2 separate regions of the Gossypium hirsutum genome follow, and region 2 is linked to region 1. The links are chromatin contacts, called in public Hi-C maps. All regions are on one chromosome and are shown on one strand. The core of a region is the stretch at or near the end of the contact, and the rest is flanking DNA. Distances in the headings are between cores, read along the strand shown.

Region 1 (5,654 bases), core at 1,169-3,668:
AAAGTTAAAGCTCCAGCTGCAAGTTGCGTAACTGTTACTCAATGAACTCTAAAGCAAGCCTGTCCCTTGTAAATGAAGTAACTTTTCTTGAAGCAGATAAATCATACCTGAACCAATATGATATTCAGCTTGTTGACATACAGCCTTTCTGCTCGAAAGGATGCCTCATTGCTTGACAACTAGCACATGAAAAGTACATGCAGAAATGAATACCCAAAGGAAAGAATATGGACTAAAATATACAAACCTTTGAGAGGAATAACTCCTTTACCTGTACAATGACTTCAGAAATGTAATTTTTCATTCCATCTCGCTGCTCAACAGGCAAGGCATTCCATCTATACTTGATGACACCTTCAAGAACCTATAGACATGCATGAAATAAAGGTCCCAGAATCATCAGATTGAACTGAGGGTCAGTTCTACTTACATTATTTTACAGCATTCATGTTTATTGCTAGGAAAGGTTCACCCAAAGTAACAATCATCTAGGCAGCTATAAGGTCAAGATTAAATCATGGTTACAAGAACCATACACAACAGAGGAATGTGAACTAGGACTCTCTTGAGCAACTTTTCCTTGCCAACAATTAAAGATTACAAAGCAAATAGTTATTTCCATTTACCTGCAAGGCAAAAAACTTGGTATTAAGGCTCTTTGTCTGCTGCAAGATGTGCACAACTTGAAGCCACATATCTGGATTATTTTGCAGATCTCGCAAGATCTGATCAGCATGTGCTCTCTGTAAATTGATGTACAATTAAGAGGGAAAAATTCAATAAGAAGTGAAGATGAGACAGGCCAAATATAATTATTGCCTTATGAGGCATGTCGTATATGAAAAAGCACAAGATACATTAAGTGCCAGAAATAAAATAACACCATCTGACAAAGTATTCACTTTAATCAGTAGAGCAACCAAATAAAATAAATATGTTTGATCAACAAGGTGAAGCTAGGACTACTTCTGAAATGTAAACTAGCTGAAGACTGAAGGGTTTTTTTCCGAGGTAGATAGACCTGGGATTGTTAATTACCTAAGGGAAACACTGATATTTAAATGTAATTTGCTACAAAGAAAACAGGGTACAAAAATTATACAAAAGTATATATAACTACTGATCTCCTGCTATGTTGACTTCAAAAAGGCCTAATTAAGGCAATAAAAATGTGAAGGACACTTCTTTTCTTTTTACTACTATCATAATCATTCTATTTGAATGGAAGAAATATAAAATATCAAACCAAAAGGGATAAAACTTAAATGCAAAGGCCAATCTTAAACCTGGAAATTACATTAGCTAAAAAACTTAAACCTTCCTTCATTCCATAATAGCTGAGAAGAAGTCTTAAAAGTTATCTTAAAAAATGAATTAATGGGCAAAATTGAACTATAAACGTTTACATCATATGGCACTTCCCAAAAAGGCAAAGGACGGTGCACTAAAAGCCATAATTAGACCTAACCTCCACCCTCCCGAACCACCACCGCATTTTCGCACATTTATCCGCAAAATCAGAAAGAAATATAAAGTTCTAATTTAAAAAATAAATGCATTCAAGTAAAACCTCACTCACATAAAACCCTAGAAATTCAAAATAATATTTCACCCAGGTCGCCCCCTAACATTTCCCCAGGACATATCTCCGTTTTGAAGTAAATGCCCAATCATGCTAAACCCCAGGAAAATAAAATCCCCCACACTCTCCCTTTTACTTTCTCCGAAACCAACAGAAAATCACTTTTAACTAAAACCACATTTACCCGTTTCCCAGTCAAAGAGTCAATAAACGGAAACATAAAAATGTAAAAACAAAAAAAGCAAAGGAAAGAAATAATCAAACCTCTTGTTTAGATCCGGTGCCGTAAAAGGCAGCAACGGTGGCGTCAAGCAAGGAAACATCAATCGGCTGACTCAAATCCCTAAGCCTCTCAGCCGCCATATCTAAAAAAGTTCACCTCTCTTATCACACACTTCCCCCCAAAATAAAATCCAACACTATTATCTCTTCACTAGAATGTTGGTGAACGAAAACCCTAGATACTGTACCAGCCAAACCCTAAAAAGAGAAGTATGAAAAAGACAAAAAAAAAAAAGGAAAATAGAGGATCTTCTAGAAAGATGGAAGGGGAGGGGAGGGTTTTTGAAAAATAAAATTAGAGAAAGAGAAATTTTGTATATAAATATGAGAGAGAGTGATTTTTTTTTTTAAGAAGAAAAAATAGATAGCTTAAAATTGAAGCAGAACGTAAACAAAGAGGGAGCGAGGCGGACGGAGCTTGGAAGAGAGTTTGAAATCTTTTATTATTTTTGTATTTTCGCTTTTTACCCTTTTTTATTTAATTTTCTTATTTTAGTTTCTAGGAAAAGAGATTTTGGGACCCTAAAGTTTAGAAAAGCGATAGTGAAGTGAAGACCGATGAGAACGGCGTCGGATTTTTTTCTTTAGTTGGAAGTTTAATTTTGAGTAAAGATACACATCAACATAATATTTATAATAAATTATAAATATATATTATACTTTTATTTACACCAATTTTTAAAATAAATTATATATTTTATTTTTATTTAGAATTAATAAAATAAATTTATAATAATGAAATTTTAATTTAAGGCATTATTATTTTCAAATATTTAACTTTATTATTTCAAATAAATTTTCATTTTATTTTTACATATTTTATTTATAAATATTTTTACATAGAATTTTTTTCACTCACGAGTGTGCAGTAATTTAATATAATTTATTTTGAAATGATTTTATTAATTATAATTTTATGAAAAAAGCATTTCAAAATTATCAAAGATTGATATTGCACAGTACAAAAGAAGCAAGACAATATATATATAGAAAACATAACAAACCCAAACAATCATGACCAACAAAACGAGACAAGACCAGACACAAAACAAAGGCCTAAAGAGATCCAAACCCAATGGCCCAAAACTCACAAGGCATTACCAAGTAGTCACACAAATCACCCTGCTACACTTGTAACCCACCATCATTATGGAAAATAAGGTGTATGGATCCCCACTAAAAAGTTTTTATCTAAATTGAGCTTACACTTCTTAAAAATGAAGGATAAAATGATACATCTTTAATCACCAACCTAAGGAAAGAGTTAACCCTTTCTCAAAGTCCAAAAAAAAAATGTTACTCACAAACAATGGTAGGTACAATCCCTTCCTTAGACTATAATTTCCACAGAGTGGAAAAGGATGATAATATTGTTCCCATCCAAAGGAGAGGTGAAAAGAGCTTAACCGTCTTACATCAATAGAGTAATACTAAAGACCATTTGATAAAAGGTTCAACCAAGGTTACATTTCCTTCATTCCTTAATAAAATAACACATTAGCTTAAATACATAAACGAGTCTAGAATTTCTTCCAAAGACACATTATTTTTGGGTAAACCAATATAAAGTAAACTTTCTCATTTCTAATTAGATTGAAAACACTTTTGAACACTTTCTTGTTTTTCTTTCTCTCCCATCTGGTTCCATCATTCACAACTTTGAATCGAGCTTTTTAATTGATTTGTAGAAATCTTCTAAAATGCTTGCATTTTCATCGTTCTTTGATTTTAGTGAACTAATCATTTTAGATTCTTTTGGAACTATGGGATATTTAAATAGCGTGGCCGCAAAATGCCAAACTCCAAGCCTCATATCCTCAATGTTGCTATCCAAATTGATCAAAGCTTTGGCATCCATGAACTCATCATCAATAATTATGGCTTAGATAAATGTCCTCCCATGCTCTTTTAGACAATTTTCTTGGTCATTTCTTTTGTATCCCAAGATGCAAACATCAATATCCATGTTAGGTTTAATTAATTCATCTTCACTTTTTAACATCTCCTTTCTTACATTGTTAAACCAGGTTAAACTTATATGAGATTCTCTACCATTAGTAGTTACGCCACTTACCTCCTCAACCTATTCTATTAAATTTGAAGGAACATTCATCTTAGTGTTTGTGCACTTTACAAGTTTACCAACTTATTTTCTAAGTGCATGTGCACAACTCACCCAACTTTTTCTATCAATTTACTGTATGTCGAGGTTAAGGATTCGATCACAAGTGCCTTGCTTGTTCATTGGAGTTGCCCCCATCTAATCACTATATATTCTTTTTTTAGTTACCCTTTTATATAAGCCCAATAACTCTTAAAACTATGACCTAACCTTCCACATGTATAATAAAAGTCTAGCAACAATTTATATTTAAAAGAAAAATAAAATAAGCACTTTACCTAGGAATCGAAGTTTGAAACCTCTAGGTAAAGGATCCTCCACTTTTATAACACCCTTTAGACTCAAAACTTCATTCTAACAAAAATCGTCATTGCTTTCACTTGCTTTAAAGTCACTTGCTGTAGTATTAAAGAAAGTTTTTCCAATATGCATTAGATTTTCTCTAGTTCATTGTAGGATTGGGACATTATTTATTGGCAACTATAATTCTAACGTAGCAAGGCCAACATATTTGAAGCCTCATTTGGTTGTTCATTCCTTTAAGATGAGAGGATAATCCATAATTGACCATAGCATTTCCCTTAGCACGTTCTTTTTATATTTTTCACTTTGGACCATGTGGAGTGTGTCTCGCATTTTGAGTCAACGTCGTGACGAGGAAGAGCCGACGTCTAGACGAAAAAACTAGCATCCTGATGACGCGATGTGTGACGTCTCAATGAGCCAATAAACGATGTCACAATGTGGTGACATATTCCTTACTAAATCGGGTTTCTTCTCCTAGTTAAATTCTGTTATCTTTTCCCAAACTAACTCTAATTGTTCTAGTGATATTTTTGTAACAACCCCAAAATCAGTGGTGTTAGAAAATGCAGTTCCAGGACCCCATTTTCGTAAACTGAGGTATATTATAGGTGAATAGAATTTTGAATAGGTGATTTTGCCTAATTAGTAATTAATTATGGCATACAGACTAAATTGTAAAAGTAGTAAAAGTTCAATTTGCCAAAGAAGTGGTTTTTAAAAATAAAGGATAATGATCAAGTTAGCAATTAGACTATGAGCATTATTAAGGCTAGTAAATTATGGCTAGCCATGGGATTTATGGAAGGGCTAAAAGGGTAATTTAATAAATAGTGGTAAAATGATCTAAACCTTCACAAATTAACTTAGTGGATGGAAAGAGAGAGCTCATCTCATTTTCATTCATCTATGTTGAATTTTAAAGAAGAAGAAGAGTGAAAATCGTCCTAGGGTTCTAAAATTTCAAGCTTCAAATTAATTAGTGAAATTTAGTCATTTTCTTGTAATTTTTATACTTTTGAAATCCCGGGAGCTTAATATAGCTGACTCGTGTGTTATTTTTTGAAACTGTTAAAGTTTAAAGTATTAAATTGATAGATTTTAAGCTTAAAAGTCAAAAAGACTAAATTGAAAAGTTATTTGATAGTTTTGTACAATAGGAACTAATATGCAAAAATTTCAAAATTTGTGATAGAAATGAGAAATAGGAATTCCTAGTTGGACTATAGTGAAAACATATTGAAAATATGAGTTCTAGATTGAAAGTTATGTTAGTCCCAGTTTTAAGGACTAAATTGAATAAAATGTAAAAGTTGTATAAATATACAAGTGTGTGTGAATTTGATTGTGCATTGATGAATTATT
Region 2 (6,156 bases), core at 2,106-4,605, 250 kb after region 1:
TGTCCTAAATCACGGGATATTTGTAGTGTTATGAGTAATACTCATAATGTGATTAGATCATCTATTGCTGCTTGCTGATTCTTTGAATCCTGCCCTCCTTCAGATGAATCCCCACCTTTCTTACCGAAAATCATTTCATCGAGATCATCCATCATGGCATCGCTGCTTCCCCCATAAATCCCATGTAGTGTACCTGCTGGTTTTCTAATCAAGGCATCATGTTTTGTATTGAGGGGTGAATCGTCAGGCTCAGCGGCCACAGGAATCATAGTGGGTTCGGGTTCATGAGGAACAACCGATGGCTTCCTCAACTCTTCATACTTTGAGAGAGCTTTCTGGAGATCATCACTGACATTTAAAGCTTTAAAAAGGAGGGCCTCATTATCTCCAGCAGTCTCGATGATTCTTAGAACAGTGGACTGGGATTGACGACATTGTTGGACAAGAATAGTTGTTAAGTCATCCTGCAACAAAGTAAATATATATTATTGGGATACGACCAGCTTCCAGCCCTAAATAAAGAGGAAAATAAAAATACACGACAAAAAGCAAAAAGCAAAAAGCGAAATCATTTCACCTACCAAACAAAGAGGCTCATTCATATGATTCTACTAATGTGAATAAAATGAAAAAAACCAAAAACACACTTCATCTTAGAAGGCTAGATTTGCATATGGTAGCAGCACCTTCAAAATTTAAAAGGTTTAGACGAGCTGCACCAGTAACTTAGAGATTCAGAACAATATAGATAATGCTTCTACCACAATAACAACTAAATAACCATTTGGGGCATCATGTTGATGTTACAAGTCTAACACCGAATAAAATTCCAGGATATTATGAAATTGCTATCTGTCTGTTTCTATTGACAAAGATCTTAAAAAATAAGTCCGAGTTAAATCACAATCAGTAGTTTGCAAAAAGGTTGAATAAGTTTAACTCAATGATGACAAGCATCAAGTCTCAGAGTATAATCCTTCAAGTGCTATGAAGATTATAAACGGATAATATAGAGTATCTAAAAGCCCTAGAAAGAAAGTATTCTTCCTCAAAAATGGAACAGAAATCAATTTTTTGACAAACAATATGATCTTTAGTGCATGTAACAGAATACTAAATATTGTTTAAGGTATTGATAGACAAAACAGATTAAAGATTCATTCTGCTAAGGCTCAGATTTTTAAGGCCTCTTCCTTGGCAGCATAGAAGAAAGCTTACTTTATGGGTAATCTTATACGAACTTAGAAACTAAGAAGTGATGAAAAAAAAAAAAAGACAATAATACCTTGAGAGCATCTCGTTGAGGTGATGAGGATAGCACAATTGAAAGAAGCTCAATGCTGTTTCTTGCCACATCAAATGCTTCCTTAGTTTGTTCAGCTGTAAAGCTTTGGACAGGAATATCGTGCTGAAGCTGCATGTCATGTTGAAACTGATGTGCAAGACTAACATCCACTTCTGGTGCAGAAATTGAACGACTAGGGGTAAAAATAGGTGCCAAACTCTCATTATCACGACCCGGAAAGCAAATACCCTTTGATTTTAATCTCTACACGAGAAAAGGATCATTCAAGAAAAAACTCAACATCAATCTACAAGCCAAAAGATAGGTGTTTTTCTTTTGTAGAAATATTTCCATTGCTTACTTGGCATGCATATTAAATCTCACAGCAATGCAAAGCACAAAAGATAGGTGTTGAAGAGACCCTACCCAAAAAGGTTCTAGTCAAGAATTCAAGTAATGGAGAAAGCTATTCAAGGACTTTCTAAATTGATTTTATGAGCTCTTTTTCATAGAAAAATTCTGGTTCCATGGTATAATGAAGATTTGTAGGCTAAATTAACAACAAATCTAAGCTGTAACAGCAGCCAAAGAAAATTTTTCAAAAACTGTTATTGCCAAAGTTACATGATTTCAATCAGAAAAACAACACAGGAAACCGCAGAAAAACTTGATGCCGTTACCTTGTAAGTTTCCTCGTAAATAGGCAAATAGCGGAGCTCACTGGTTGACTCTTCCCACGCTTCAATAAGCATCAAAGCTTTGTTCCGATTATTAACAACAGTCTGAGGGTCATCAATTAGATTAACCATCTCATCAAGAACCCTCTCCGCTGCCACCTCCGAAAATGCCTTGTCACAGTTCTTGACACAAGTTTCCAGCAACACCAATGACAAGTATTGAACCCTAGGGCTCTTCAACATTAACCTCCGCTTTATGCCACGGATTAAATCTACACTATTAACTCTTTCATGGTTTATCATGTCACAAATATCAAGATTCATGGCCCAATCAGGCTCATCGAGGGCCTCAGAGGTGGCATCCTCGACAAGTTGATCAGCTGGGTTAGGGCCTTGGAAGAGCTCCTTTATCTTGAAGCTCATTGAACTCATGCCAGCACTCACCTTTCTACCCACCTCAGCTCCTTCAACTTTGAGGCGTTCACCAAAGGCACTAACTTTATCCATCAAATTTTTGTCCATTTTCACCAAGCCTTCAAAAAAGCAACACGACGATATGTTCAACCAATCTCAAACAAGAAATAAATGGCTAAACTAATCAATCAAATTTCTTCAATGGAAAAAGAAGAAAACAAACATATCGATGATTTGCTCGTCATTGTTAATTAGAAGAATAAAAAATATCTGGTTTAGCTTCTTTCACCCTCTTCCCAATTGTATACCCAGAAAAGCAAATCTAAAACTTTACCCGAACAATTTTCAATAGCATCAAACTTCTTCAAACCCAAAATCCTTAAATTCCAAAGCTCCACATATAACCCACATTACCAACATATTAACTTCAAATTTCCAAAAATGAACAATTCGCTGATTAAACAAAATAAACCAACATATACCTAATGATAAAGCAAACAACTCGATTAATTAAAAGTAAATATAAATTTTCCTCCTAATTTAGTAGCAGTTAAAACTTAATATACGAAAATAGATGCATAAGAAGTTTTTTTTTTTTTTTAAATCCTTTAAACACCCCAAAGCTTCAAATTCAAAATCCAAAAATAAAACATAGGAAAAGTACAATTCTTGGTGACCCAAAATTGATGCGATTAAGTAAATGACAGAAAAATTTTAGCTTTCATACTCAGTTGAGATATCAAATGAAAGAAGACGGCGAGGCGTAACGACTGGGTAATGTTGAGTTTTCTAACATTCCTTGGAGTTTCAGTCTTTGGCCAGATTTTTGGGTTTTGTGGAATAAAAATAAATATTGCGTATATAACAAGGTTGTTGCCATTGGGTCGAAAAGCGACACCATACCATATTTTTGCTACCACAATTTTCACAAAAAAGTTTGCAGTGAATAGAAAGAGATATAACATCAGCTGCTTCTCCTTGCTCTAACATTATGAGGGGAGTTTGCCAACTTGAATATTAGTTGGCATCTTCTAGTACCTCTAACCTACAATTTTGCATTCATATTAAGAAGACTCAACTGTTAGTCGTAAAGTCTCAAACCAATTTTTTAGCTTTCCATATACCCTAAAGTGTGCAAGTAAAGTTTGTTTGGAACTCTCTTGCTTTAGCCATCAAAATATCTATTCTTTCAATGGATCAAGACTGAACATTTGAATCCTTAAAGACATGGTATTTCCATCGTATGAAGAGGTGTTCCAATGATTCATCACAATCATTGCAAAGTGGATAGAAACTCGATCCCTTCTGAAGCTCATCCCTCATAAAGAGGAAATTATGTCATATCTTTTACAAAATTATAATGAGCTTCAAAGGTAACTTAAGCTGCTATATAACCTTCCACTTCTTATCAAGCTAGTTCTGGGTATTCTTGTCATAGAATTTATGATCGCATAGTGCATAATATGTCGACTTAACCATTTTATCCTCTCCACCAAAGGAGGAGAAGTAAGTATTTCTAATGGATCTTTCATCTCATGTCTCCTAAAAAGTTTTTGAAGAGAATTTTGTGTGATTGTCAAATAAGATGCCCATGTGATTGTGGCATTATGTATTGTTCCCAGCTCGAGCCTCCCCGTATCTAAATGTCTTTTCCTAAATTACAGACATCCTTCCTTGCCAAACTCTGGAATCAAAAGGTGTTGTTTTTATAGTCGTAAGATCTTGATTCTTGCAACACTTTGCCTTTAAAGTCTTAGTTGTAGTGTTCATATTCGTTTTAGCGATAGAACTTCATTCATCAACTTTGTATGCTCAATATCCAATCCACCCTCTCGTACAGGTCTACACAATTTCTCCCATCTAGGTAGGTGAAGTTTCTTTTCACCAACCTCATGTCCCCACCAAAAGAGAACATGTAGAGGGGTAAGGCTGCAAGCGCTGACTTGATAAGTGTGAGTCTTCCTCCTTGCGACAGACATTCAGCCTTCTAGAGTGCCAGGTTATCAAAGATGACTTGGAAGAAAACTATCATTTTTAAAAAAATAACTCAAAAAATTTAATTAATTACATAAATGACCTATTTTATTAATTAAACACATAAATAATTTAAAATCTATAGTAAAAGTTGGTGGAACCAAAAAGTTTGGCACCACCAACATATTATATCAGCAAACAGGATAAAAAATTAATTTTTTAGTGGAGCCATATAACATGTCACTATCTATATAAATATTAAAAAAATACTATCATTTCCAAAAAAGAAGACTTTAAAAATAATTTTTTATTTTCTAGTAAAGTCAAATAAATTGGCGCTACCAAATTTCGATTTCTCACACCTTATACTCTATTCTTTCTTTCTTTCTTTTTTTTACATTTTTTTAAGTTTTGTCCTTTATTACTTTGATCTATTATTTCTTTCTCTTTTTTTTACTTTTTTAATTTTTTTTAACTTTTTTATTTGTCCTTATTTATTTATTTTATTATTATTGATTTTTTATTATTTGTTCTATTAATTTTTTTAACTTTTTTAACTTTTTAAATTTTTTTAACTTTTTTTATTTTTCCTTATTTATTTATTTATTTTATTATTATTAATTTTAAAAAATTTGAAATGTATATTTGGAATGTTTTATAATATATTTTTTAAATATTAAATATATTTTTTAATAATATAAAACATTTAAATATTTTAATGATTGACCTTTCAAATTTATTATTAGTTTTATAATACTTTAAATTTTAAATATTTTTTAATTTGTTATATAATATTTTAAATATTTTTATTTTTTTAAATATATTATTTTTAAAGATGACTTTCCTTTGTAAAATACATTAATGAAACTTTTTAATATCGTACAGTTGTTATTAATTCTCAGATTTATAACAAGCCATATAGAATGGTCAGTTCTGTTTTATTTTAATAACACATGAACGATGTTAACATTAATATTTAAGGCAAACTCGTAGATTATATAATCAATGAAAGTTAGTAAAATTGTAAAGTTGTTTTTAATACTCGATTTTATAACAAGCAAACACTCGGAATAAGAAAGTCCAAAATTCGCCCTCAATGTTTGCACATTTTTGCATATAATTCCTTATACAATTTACCTTCGTAACTCAGAGGACGTATGAGTATATATGTTAATACATACTTCATCCAGCTAAATTATGAATTTGATTTACTATTATAATTACGTTCTTCAACCGGGAGAAGGATGACTATCCTTTGTAATATACGTCAATGAAACTTTTTAATATCGTACAGTTGTTATTAATACTCGATTTATAACAAGCCATATGGAATGTTCATCCTCACACTAATATATATAGATAAACTAAAATATATAAATACAGGATCAAAGTAATGCAGTGCCTGTTTATTTATTTCTCTCATTTTTACAATGCAAATTGATTTTTCTAGCTAAATAATTTTTCTAGACAAAAGCTGCAACTGAAATTTGAAATTAATTATCAAATAATATGGGCAATTTCATGCTAGAAAAATCAAAATCTTTTGTCTCGTAGTTAACAATTATTTTCACTCAATTAGCATTGTAAAAAAGAGAGAAAGAACTTTATAAATAATACAATTTTCAATCAAATACATAATTTAGCCGGATGAAGTATATATTAATAGATATACTTAAAATTTGGTTGGCACTCATATATTTAAAAATAATATATTTTAAAAAAATTAAAAAATTTTAAAATTTAAAATATTATAAAATTAATAATAAATTTTAAAGGTCATATCTTTAAAATATTTAAATATTTTAT

Evidence for each region. A called contact is a pair of places that touch in the nucleus more often than the background predicts.
Region 2: a Hi-C map of leaf shows a contact between it and region 1, with 1.6 times the contacts expected there. The contact joins the promoter of LOC107924665 here to the promoter of LOC107919849 in region 1. A contact is called at or near these places in 2 of 34 Hi-C or Micro-C datasets (leaf and seedling).

What each region holds. Positions count from the first base shown.
Region 1 is chrA02:102,071,005-102,076,658 of Gossypium_hirsutum_v2.1, forward strand. It overlaps LOC107919849 (protein EXPORTIN 1A), which reads right to left and starts at 2,419. Exons shown (of 32, transcript XM_041082389.1): 1 at 1,847-2,419; 2 at 627-743; 3 at 272-364; 4 at 108-179. The coding sequence starts at 1,945.
Region 2 is chrA02:102,316,138-102,322,293 of Gossypium_hirsutum_v2.1, forward strand. LOC107924665 (TOM1-like protein 1) reads right to left here and starts at 3,356. Exons shown (of 4, transcript XM_016855211.2): 1 at 3,104-3,356; 2 at 1,966-2,495; 3 at 1,286-1,549; 4 at 1-464. The coding sequence starts at 3,341. The coding sequence ends at 42.